Linked DNA regions of Mus musculus: all the other regions are linked to region 3. A link is a contact called in public promoter capture Hi-C data. All regions are on one chromosome and are shown on one strand. Each heading gives the region's core, a stretch centred on a gene start, on an enhancer-like site or on the middle of the called end of the contact. The rest is flanking DNA. Distances are from core to core; before and after follow the strand shown.

Region 1 (3,756 bases), core at 537-3,036, 530 kb after region 3:
TGACCTCAGGTGATCCAGTGAGAACTGAGGCCCAAGGATTGTTCTCTGACACCTTCTGCCCCCCGCAGAGACAGACAGACAGAAAGACAGACAGAATAAAGTAAAAGATATACCCCAGGATCTAGGAAGGGAGGACTTTTGAATTCTCTTTCTTCTCCCCTTCCGATGTTTTTAAAGTTTTATTATTATATTTGGTGTGAGAGAGTGTGCTACGGTGTACTTGTGGAGGTCTGAGAACAACTTGCTGGAATTAGCTCTCTCCTATCACGTGAGTCCTGAGGAGGATCGAACTCAAGTTGTCAGGTTTAGTGGCAATGAAGACACCTTGTTGCCTACTGTTTTGTTTTTGTCCTGAGTATATATGCATACATTATTAAAAAATATTCTAAGCCAGGCAGTGGTGATGCATGGCTTTAATCCCAACCCTTGGGAGGCAGAGGCAGGTGGATCTCTGTGAGTTCAAGGCCAGCCTGATTTACAAAGAGAGTTCCACAACATCCAAGGTTACACAGAGAGGCTCTGTCTTGAAAATTGAAAAAAAAAATCTAATTTAAGGGTAGGCTCTGAAAGTTAACAGAAAAAAGTAAAGGCTCACCATGTAGCCCAGGCTGGCCTTGAATTTGCCTTCAGAGTCCTGGGATTATAGGCTGTGCTACAACAGCTTCTTTGTTATGCATCTTAGGTAAATTTATCTAACCTATAATTCTGCCTTCTGGGAAACCAAATTCACATATAGGGTGGCTCTGAAGAATGAGTGAGGTCATGCACAGAAAGCTCATGAGTCAGTTGTTGGCCGACTCTTGCTGAAATTCAGCATCCATAATTATTAACCATTATCTTAATAATGAAACAAGTGTGCTGGCAGTTCTCAGAACACAACACACAGTAGGCAAGTATGAATGGATTTAGAGGTGGAAGATTAGTCCTGTGGTAGAATGCTTGTCTACTACCAACAAGGCCCTGTTTGCCTTGTTTGTATATAAGGCTAATGTTTTAGCTAGCCTGGAACTCACTATGTAGACCAGGCTGGTCTCAAACTCAAAAAGATCTTTCCTCCTCTGCCTCCCAAGTGGAAGTGCTGGGATTAAAGGTGAGCACTACTACACCTGGCCACACAAAAGTTTTAAAACCAGTGGGCACGCCTTTAATCCCAGCACTCAGTGGAGGCAGGAATTTAACAATTCGAGCCGTAATCTACATAGCAGGTTCCAGGAGAGCCAGAAGAGACTCCGTTTCCAAAAAAAAAAAAAAAAAAAAAAAAGGGAGTGGGGGAAAAATCAAAGCAGAAAAAGATTGTTTTAAGTCCCACTCCAGTGATTTCCCAGCGGCGGCTCTAGGTCATCACATATATGTAGAGAGTTGAAAATGGGAGCGCATGTGCGATTTAGGGGGTCTCTAGAGTAGGCATCTTATCTACCCTCAAATCCACGCCGAGCAGAATGGATCTTCGAAGCAGCGAGGGCTTTCAGGAGTACAGGAGCTTGCAGAAAACCCTGACACTGTCCAGGTAGAGCGCGGTGGATAGTTATGCAGAGAGGTTCGGCTCTCTAGCTTGGAGTCGCTGCCTAAACGGGGCGGGGCCATGGTGGTAACCACGCCCACCTCTCTGCAGAGGCTGCAAGCGGCCTTCGTCCCTAGCCCCCTCCATTTCTTCCTTTGCAGTTCCGCACTGTGCACAAGCGAATCCGGTCGTGATTAAGGCATGGCCAGATCTCAATCCTCTCCCCCAACACACGCAGAGGCCGCGCCCTTCTGCACCGGTCACCTTTTAGAAGAGCAGCGGGAGCTTGAGGTTCCCCCAGAGGGGCTGGGCCAGTGAGAAAGCCCCGCCCACATCTTTGCAGAGGCCGCGCCCCTCTCTGGGTTTCTTTAGCTCTTAGGCAGCTATATGCTGGTGGAACTGGGGGCGGGGCCTGGCCTGGGCCTAGGCGGGGCGTGACGTCGCGGGGCGGCCGGCCGCCCGGGAGGCGGGGCGGCGGGGAGGCGGCGGCCCGCTTGGCCCAGGCCAGCCCGCAGCTGCGGCGGTCGGTGCGCTGCAGGCGGCGCGGGGGAGCCGGCTCCTGACAGCATCCCGCGGCTGCCACGTCTGTCACTCTGTCCCAGGGTCCGCCATGGCTCTGGTGCGGGACCCTGAGCCGGCGGCCGGATCCTCCCGCTGGCTGCCCACGCATGTCCAGGTGACCGTGCTGCGGGCCAGCGGGTTGAGGGGCAAGAGCTCGGGCGCCGGCAGCACCAGCGACGCGTACACGGTGATCCAGGTGGGCCGAGAGAAGTACAGCACCTCGGTAGTGGAGAAGACGCAAGGCTGCCCGGAATGGTGCGAAGAGTGTTCGTTCGAGCTACCGCCTGGAGCCCTGGACGGCCTGCTGCGGGCACAGGAGGCAGATGCGGGCCCTGCGCCCTGGGCCTCCGGCCCCAACGCCGCCTGCGAGCTCGTGCTCACCACCATGCATCGCTCACTCATCGGCGTGGACAAGTTTCTGGGCCGGGCAACCGTAGCTCTGGACGAGGTCTTCCGCGCAGGCCGCGCCCAGCACACGCAGTGAGTCTGGGGCGCTGGGAGCAGGGACAAAAACGGTTGAAGGCCTAACCGGGCGGGGCTGGTTGGGACGTCTGGACCCGGTCCTCCCACTCAAGGACACAAACCCGTATACTGTTTGTTACTTCTCATTCAGCCTTCTGCCCTCCCCAATTCCCCCTGACTGTCTCCCCAGCAGCCTGGTGGGCCTGGAAGGCCTGATGGAGTTGGTGTAGTGACCAAGCGTTGGCAGTACATGGCCAAGGAAAGTTCGGAATGGGATTCTGAGGCTGTGGGAATTCAAGAAGGGAAATTTAAAGACTTCAGGGTCTGCCTTCTTTTCCTCAAAGAGGTGACTAGCCTGTAGGTAGTGGAGAGGAAGTCTCACCTTGTAGAAGCAGGAAGGTGAGGTGTTATCTTCCAAGGCAAGATTGAAGGGAGACACCCCAGCCTTCCCAGGGGTTACACAGGACACTTGGCCTTTGAACGTTCAGGGATACACCTCACCGTATAGACGTACTCTGTGACTCTGTCTTAGGGTACCAGGACTGAGAGCATTGGCCCACCTCGGAGTAAAGAAGGGTACATTTGAATCAGCTTGGGTCAGTGGGACAGTGGTTATAATGCCCTCAGTTCTCCGGATTATTTTCTCTAGAAAGGATAGGAAAAGTTCTTATTGTTTTGTTTTGTTTCGAGACAGGGTCTTTCTACGTAGCGCTGTCTGTCCTGGAACATGCTATGTAGACCTGGCTGCCTTTGAACTCAGAGATTCTACTGTCTCTGCCTCCCCAATGCTGGGTTCAAAGGCCAGAGACACCAAAGCCTGGGAAGGGTAGGAGGTTAAACATTTATTTTGTCAGAGTGTGTCCTTTGTAGGGTTAAGATCAAAACCTAAGATTTGTCTTTGCTGTGGTGGCACACACCTTTAACGCCATCATTTGAGAGACAGAGCTGTGTGTATTTCTGTATTCCAGGCCAGCCAGGCTACACAGAGAAACCCTGCCTTGAAGACCAAACCAAATAAACAAAATAAAAGACCTAAGACTTGGATCACCTTTTCCTGTTTGGGCCAGGGACCATGTAGAAGTCAGTCCCCAGGGCTGACCACCTGCTGTGGCTTGCTTGGGCCAGTTAATTTCTAAGCCTCCTGGGTGGGGTCCCAGAGAATGGGTGCAGAGTGGTGTCCCTCCGTAGGAGAACTGCTAGGCAAGGTTTGCTGGTTTTGAGTAAGTCAAAGA
Region 2 (3,635 bases), core at 69-2,568, 530 kb before region 3:
TTGAAGATAGGGTCTTACTATGTACACCTGGCTGTACTCAATATGTGGACCAGGCTGGCATCCAAATCACAGATATCCCTCTATGAGATTTTGTACCTGCAGAATAGGAAAAGGACTTCCATTAAAGAACTAAGTACAGTGTGCTGAGTAAGATGCGACTGTAAAGCCATTAAAAACAGTTGAGATCTGTATACCAGTAACAAAGCTTAGTGCTTTGTGTATGCTATGCTTGGTTTTGAAAGGAAAGGAAAGGGGAAAATGGGGCTGCAGAGATGGCTAGTGGTTAAAAGTGTGTATTGCTCTTTTAGAGGGCCCAAGTTTGGTTCCAAGCAGTAACATCAGGGCTCATCTGCCTAAAACTCTTAATTCTGGGAAGTCCAACTCCTTTGACACACTGGATATACACACATGCATACACAAAAATCTTTTTTTAGAAAAGACTTTAAGGACACAGCATAGTTGTCTATTTCCTCAGCAGTAATTTGAGACCCGAGAAATGGAGGTTTAATCTCATTTTTTTTACTATTCGAATTTGAAAACATGTATCACTACGAATTATTACAGAGTTTTTTTCTTATTTTCCTTTTTTGGGGTGTGGTGGGGCGGGAGGTAGGGGGCAGGATTTCTTTGTATCGCTCTGGCTGTCCTGGGATGGACCGGGGAAGCCTCGAACTCAGAGACTCGCCAGTCTCTGCCTGTAGAGTTCTGGTATTAAAGGAGCTCGTCACCATACCCAGTTTGTTCTTTTCTTTTTGAGACAAGGTCTGTTATGTAGCCTAGCTGTCCTGGAATTTGAGATCTTCTTGCCTTCGCCTCCCGAGTGCTGGGATGACAGGCTGCGCCACCACGCCCGGCTTGCAGACTCTGTCTTAAAAAAGGATACACAAGGAACGCGACTTGTGAAGGAGCTCCGCTGGAAACCTGAAGGGTCTCCCGATGATTGTCTCTTCTCAGCAAGAGGGTGAGCAGCGCCTGGCGCTGGCTGAGGGAACCCGAGGCGCGGTAGGCTGCCCCCTGTCCCATGCGGCCGCTGAGCTGGTCGGTGTGGGGACGCTGTTTTGGGCACGTGAACACCGCCCCAAGTAAGAAAGAAGTATTCGAGTGCATGCATTCACACAAGGGATCCTGTGGAGGCGCTATTTACCCATTTTAGGAATAAAACTGTCTGGTTGGATCGAGACGTCACAGCTCGCAGACCTTTACTGATTGTAGAATCAGCCCGGTCACTGTCAAATAACAGAGTCCGGGCCACAATTCCTCGGTGTTGTTTAGGGGAGCGCGCCTAAGCTCAGCTTCCGGGAACGGCCGGCTGGAAAACGCACTTCCCATGCGACCCGCTTCCCGGCATCCTGCGCAAAACGCCCACTTCCGGCGGCGTCAAACTGAGGGCCCAGCAAAAATGTCAGCAGTCCGACACGCAGTTCCCCGAACACTTTTTCCGCCTCTGTTCCCACCCTAAGCCGTGCTCCGCCGGTGCTTGGCCTCTCCCACTTTGCCCCCTTACCTGCCTCGCAACTCTAGGAATCTCGTTGGTGACGACCCTCGCCGCGTCTCTTCTCCTTTTACAAACGGACTTTTACAAACACGTCCAAACTGTTTGCTTGTAACGACGGTCGTTATTGGTCAGATCAGCCCACGTGCGCCAAGGGCCCGCTCACCTCCGCTGAAGTGGCACCATGGGATTTGTAGTATTTCAGGGGAGTGCTCTCTTTTGGAAAACTACAGAGAAGGCTCAGGGTGCTGACACTTTGTGGCTTTACCTAAACGTACAGAACACACCAGCAAGGGCTTCCCGGTGGTCCCTAGTACATCGAACCTGAACAATTCTGTGCTGAAAACAGTTTTACTGGAATCGGAAGCAGAGCTCGCCTGAGCTTGTATGGTTTTCTCTCGCTTCGCTCTTACACATTATTGAACGACTCCCCCCTTGGAAAGAGCCGAAATAGACTTTATGTATATTTGTTCTTCAGAATCGTAAATCCCCGGCACCAATATTGTGTTTCCTGGAACTCTTTCTGTAGATCAGGCTGGTCTCGAACATAGATCCGCGGGCCTCTTCCCTCCAATGTGTTGGGATTAAAGACATGTGCCACCACCGCACTTCAGAAACACTCGGAAAGCTATGGTGCCTTAGGTGAGGCCGGTGTGTTCCCATAGCTTGGACACCTACTGGTGGTGCGCTGTAGGCACAATTGCTTTGCTCTAGCCAAATTTTACTTTTCTCCGTTACAGTGGCCCTTTTCTGGGATCAGATTTTTCTAATATTGTTTCAGAAACTGAAGGAACTAAAAAAAGAGATGTTTCCTCTCGCCACAATTTTTATTTGCTGTTAAGTTCAAAAGCATTCATATTTATACCTGGATCACATGGCTAGTTAGTTCCTAGCAACTGCCTCAAGTGGTGACCAGAGAGCATCAACCCTCATTTCTTTGCCTGGCATTGGGAAGTGTTTCTCCTTTGTTCTATAGTTCAATGTCAAGCCCTCCAATAGAGAGACATGCAGACAACATCTTTCTGGATGCTGTTTCTCTCCTTTCTCATTAAGTGTGCAGTGGTTCATGAAAGACCTTGTGATCCTCACCTCCCTGTCTTCAGAACCAGCCAACTTGGGTGTCCTCACACCAAGCTCTCCCAGGCTGCAATTTTCAACTGACATTTAAAAAAAAACAAAAAACAAAACAAAACAAAAAAAGCAGATAAAAACAAACAAAACAAAACAAAAAGCCGGGCCGTGGTGGCACACGCCTTTAATCACAGCACTTGGGAGGCAGAGGCAGGCGGATTTCTGAGTTCAAGGCCAGCCTGGTCTACAAAGTGAGTTCCAGGACAGCCAGGACTATACAGAGAAACCCTGTCTCGAATAAAAACAAAAAACAACAACAACAAAAAACAGGATATTAAGTTAAGCCATTCATTGCATTGTATGTCCCAGTGGTATCAGGCAACGCCAGCTGCCCGCTAGTTAGTGGACCTCCTCCTCAAGTGTTTCCTCACAGGCCTGCATATTCCTGTTCCTCTAGGACCTGGCTCCTTCTAAGGATCAGGAGTTCAGCTGTGATTTCAAGTTTGTTTTCCTTACCCTTTTTCCTTCTCTCCCTGCTCTGACTACACATAGTAGTTGCTTTCTGCACACTGGACTTCTTTGACTCCTGTCAACCTACTAGTAGTAGCCAGTGTTTACTTTGTTCCAACCTGTATTAGTTTAATCTTTTGTCATTTCCCTTAAAAATTGAACAATTTTCAAAACTGCATATAGGTATTATGCCTGCATGTACATACCTGGTGCTGGTGGAGGACAGAGAGTACATCTGATCCTCTGGAACTGGAATTACAGATGGTTGTGAGCTACCACTTGGGTGCTTGGAAGCAAGTTCTTTAACAGCTGAGCTACCACTCCAGCCCCAATATCAACCTTTGATCTGTCTCCACCCTAATAATTGTTCATTTAGAAACAAGTCAGTGTGGCACTGAAGGGTTTGCAGAAGAATGGAGATGGGATTCTAGGATAAACCTAAACTATGACTTGACAGACACTGTAAGGCTTGCTGTAGTTTCAGTGATCTCCTATGTGCCATTTGAAAAAGGTAAATATAGCCCAAACCTTATGTGAGGGCTGCAAGACCAGAGAGCAGTGT
Region 3 (3,521 bases), core at 1,019-3,518:
CAGAGCTGCAGCAAAGCCAGGAAAAATAGAACAACAAAGCCAGAGTGGCCATGAGCCAGCCCAGCTCAAGGCTGCTGAGCGCACAGCTTGGGATGGGGTAAGTAGGAGGTTGGCAGCAGGAGGCCATCACATAGCCTGTGAGCACTGGGTTCTCCTAAAATGCAGCTGGAGGCTTAGGGCTGGCTGGGTTCTGAATGGTGGCTGTGGTGTGCCAAAGCCACCTCCTCCATACTGACACAAAGCCTTGCTTGTCTTTCCCAATCCTGGGGAGTGAGAGTGACCACTGATTGACACAGCCCCTCCTCCACTGTATCCCTGTTGGCTTCTTATCCAAGTAGGCAAATAAATGTGACCCCCGAAAACACATCTTCTGTCTCTTTTCTCCACCCCCTTACCCATGTAGGTTGGTGCACATGTCTGCAGAGGAGCCCGCCACCCACCTTTTGAAACAGTCTCTCACTGGAACTTGGGACTAAACTATTAGGGTACACTGGCTGCAAAGAGTCCTAGGGATTTTCTGGTTTCTGCCTCCTCAGAGCTAGAATTTACAAGGGCTGGCCACCATGCCTCAGTTATGAACATAGATGCTACGGATCCAACTCAGGTCCTAATGTTTGTATGGCAAGCGCTTTTCTGACTGAGCCTATCCCTAGCTCCTACATCCCCTTTCCTCACAGCACATTCTAGGTAGAAATGAGAAGTTTTTCCAAAGCATAACACAGGCTCTGGACTTCACTGGTTACTGTAGAGACCATTGTTCTTACATGGGCTCAAACTGCCCTTTGAGAGTCATGAGAACTTCTGTTAACTTCCTTCCTGGGAAATGGAAACACTTTATTTGTTTTCTTGATCTGAGGCTCACAGGGATCAAACACACCTCAAGGAGAAAATAAGAGCTTCACCAATCATCTTCCAGACACACATTAATAAACTGTACCAGCAGCACACAGGCCAAAGTGGAGGATGTGTTTAGTAACTGGCATTGCTTACAGGGTTGCTTCGGGGCAGCTCATCCCTGCACTGGCATTCACAGTGTGGTGGGGCATTAGAGGTGTTGTGGAGCTGGCTAACTTGGACACTGGCATTAGTAGTGCAGACAGTAGCAGCCTCACACCAACACTGACTGAGGAGTTCCTGCCACCTCTTTATCCCACTCTTTCCATGGTAGGGACGCCAAGTAAAGCACCAGGATCACACAGTGGAAGGTTTTGTTTTGTTTTGTTTTGTTTTTTAGAGACAGGGTTTCTCTGTGTAGTCCTGGCTGTACTGGAACACACTTTGTACACCAGGCTGGCCTCGAACTCAGAAATCCATCTGCCTCTGCCTCCCACCTGCTGAGTGTGTGCCACCACCGCCCAGCCCAAGAACTAGCTCTTAACAGTCCTCCTCTGACTTGAACATGTAGATTATGGCTCCCTTGCCACCCCTCCCAGCATTTTCAAGTAGAGTCTGGGTGTGGGGTTCTCACCATCCCAGTGCTCATGCGAGTCCAGCAAGAGCATTACTCCTTGCCTCGTCTTCCCAGCCCCTAACGGTGTTGATTGCTTAGGTACTTGTTATGTCAGGAAGAATGTTTAGACAAACCTGATGACTTTCCGTTTGAGATGTTAGGTAACATTTGTTTCCACCCTCTTCAATGATATCAGAATTGAAGTGACATTTGCTAAGATATCTTTCAAAACCACTAGTAGCTAAAAAATACAAGGAACTAGTGTTTTCTCTGTCTGAGACATCTCTGGACCGCCTTCTTCCTCAGTCATGGGCTTCCTTTCTCTCAGATACAAGCTTTCCTTTCAAGTGGTTGAACATATTTTCCATGTAGTTCTCATCGTCATTTTTCAGTTTGTCGTGGGAAATCTGATGGTGGCCACCAAATTGGCCATGGGTCAAACATCATAAGAATTATTCAGAGCCTGAAGCATCCTCACAAATGAAAATGTGCTCTGCACACAGGTCTCTGTGGGTGAGTAACACTGATCTAGTTGTTTTACTTTTCTCTGACTCTTTATGGACTGTAGTTTCATGACCTCGAGGTATGTTGTATACACAAGATTATTAAAGTAGTGAAATGAGTGTTTTTTTTTTTAATTAGAAACATCGTGATTGAAGGCAAAGTCTGAGTACCTACTGAGCATGAAGCCTTAGAGACCAGTAGAGACACACTCCTACAAGCACAAGATCTTCAGTGGCCTCTGCTCTCTGATCCTGCCTCAGCCTCGGATCCTGCCGCCAGGGGGCGCCGCGCGTCCAGAGCAGCGCTGAGGCGCGCACCCCTTTCTTACACCTGCTCTCACACTTGGCCTTGGAGGGGGCGCAGTGAACTTGGGCCAGGAGTCTGCTCACCATCTCAGGAGAAAAGTGTCCGCAAGGCAGGAGAAGCACTCGCTGGGTCAGTTCCTGAGAGCGGAGCTCACCTTTAGTCTCGGTCGTCCCAGAAAGATCTTCCCCACGGAAACAAGTCCGCCACTTCCGGAAGACACAGTTCCCGCCCAAGGTGAGAGCTGCTGAGCTGCTGAGCTGCTCAGGAAGTCTTTCAGATGCTGGTGGGTGTCGCCCTCACCTTCTTCCGATGAGTCTTCCTCAGCACAGAGCCTGAGTTGCTGACAGAGAGGAAAACAGGTGCTTTTCAGGAAAAGGTGGAAATTGAAATGGTGTTTTGAGTCGTGCCTTTGTTCTTAGCCAGCCTCCTGGCTCTCCTTAGAAACCCTCAGGTTCTCCCTGGGGTGGAGACAGAGTACCACCACGGGAAGATTCACTGCCCTTTGCAAGAACATTCTGGACTCTTATCAAGTGGGCTCTCAGGAGGAATTAGGGAGGCATCCACTTGGGGAGGTGAGTGAGTGTTTTTGATTGAAGGAGCTCCAGGAGTGCTTGGAAGACTGGGGCCACATTAACACCCTCAACCAAGAGGGGCGTTCCTCAGGACACTGAGTTTTCCCGGACACTATGTTAAACCGAGGTGAAACCTCCTGTTTTTGGCATTGTGGAGGCAGTGAATGGCTTAAGATCAAGGCACTGCTCTTAAGGAGGCCACCAAGGACAGAATGTGTGAGAAGCAACAAGGACCTGCCACTGCAGGTTCTTATCCTTATTCTGCAGCAGAGACTCAATTCCAGTAGCACAAGAGACCACAAATAGGCTTTTTCCCTGAGGATTGACTAAGCTAGGGTATTGGGGGATGGGTGGGTAGGTGGGTCTGTGACATAGCAGGAGTAGCTTCTGGCTTTGGCAGGAATGTGCCCTTGCTGCTGGGTAAAGCTGGGAACAGAACTCAGGTCCCCATCTGAGTAGACTATAACCATGTAGCCTACTCCTGTAGTCCCACTTAATGCTACCTAGGCCTCAAAGAGTCTACAACCTACCAAAACAGTGACACCATTTGGAGACCAATATTTAAATGTATAAACTTATAGGGAGCATTTTGCCTTCAGTCGGTAACAGCAGCTTTCACCAGGACCTGGGTTCCAGCTTCTGGTTTACCATATGAAAGAAAACTGAAGGCAGCATGGACAGACAAGCCA

The links. Promoter capture Hi-C pulls out the DNA fragments that hold promoters and counts their contacts.
Region 1: a promoter capture Hi-C map of pre-B cells shows a contact between it and region 3, with 6 times the contacts expected there. The contact joins the promoter of 4933423K11Rik here to the promoter of Nat8f4 in region 3. A contact is called at or near these places in 4 of 39 promoter capture datasets (the HPC-7 cell line, cranial neural crest, erythroid cells and 1 more), 1 of 115 datasets of contacts at active chromatin or transcription factors (pancreatic cancer cells) and 1 of 9 other capture datasets (embryonic stem cells).
Region 2: a contact with region 3 is called in a promoter capture Hi-C map of liver, with 3 times the contacts expected there. The contact joins the promoter of C87436 here to the promoter of Nat8f4 in region 3. A contact is called at or near these places in 1 of 39 promoter capture datasets (liver), 3 of 115 datasets of contacts at active chromatin or transcription factors (double positive thymocytes, effector CD8 T cells and memory CD8 T cells) and 2 of 9 other capture datasets (adipose tissue and liver).

Annotation. Positions count from the first base shown.
Region 1 is chr6:85,372,884-85,376,639 of GRCm38.p6, reverse strand. 4933423K11Rik (a long non-coding RNA gene) reads right to left here and starts at 1,786. Exons shown (of 4, transcript XR_869208.2): 1 at 1,418-1,786. It overlaps Rab11fip5 (RAB11 family interacting protein 5 (class I)), which reads left to right and starts at 2,006. Exons shown (of 6, transcript NM_001003955.2): 1 at 2,006-2,542. The coding sequence starts at 2,112.
Region 2 is chr6:86,436,357-86,439,991 of GRCm38.p6, reverse strand. C87436 (expressed sequence C87436) reads right to left here and starts at 1,318. Exons shown (of 10, transcript NM_001364557.1): 1 at 1,145-1,318.
Region 3 is chr6:85,903,685-85,907,205 of GRCm38.p6, reverse strand. Nat8f4 (N-acetyltransferase 8 (GCN5-related) family member 4) reads left to right here and starts at 2,268. Exons shown (of 4, transcript NM_029331.3): 1 at 2,268-2,494.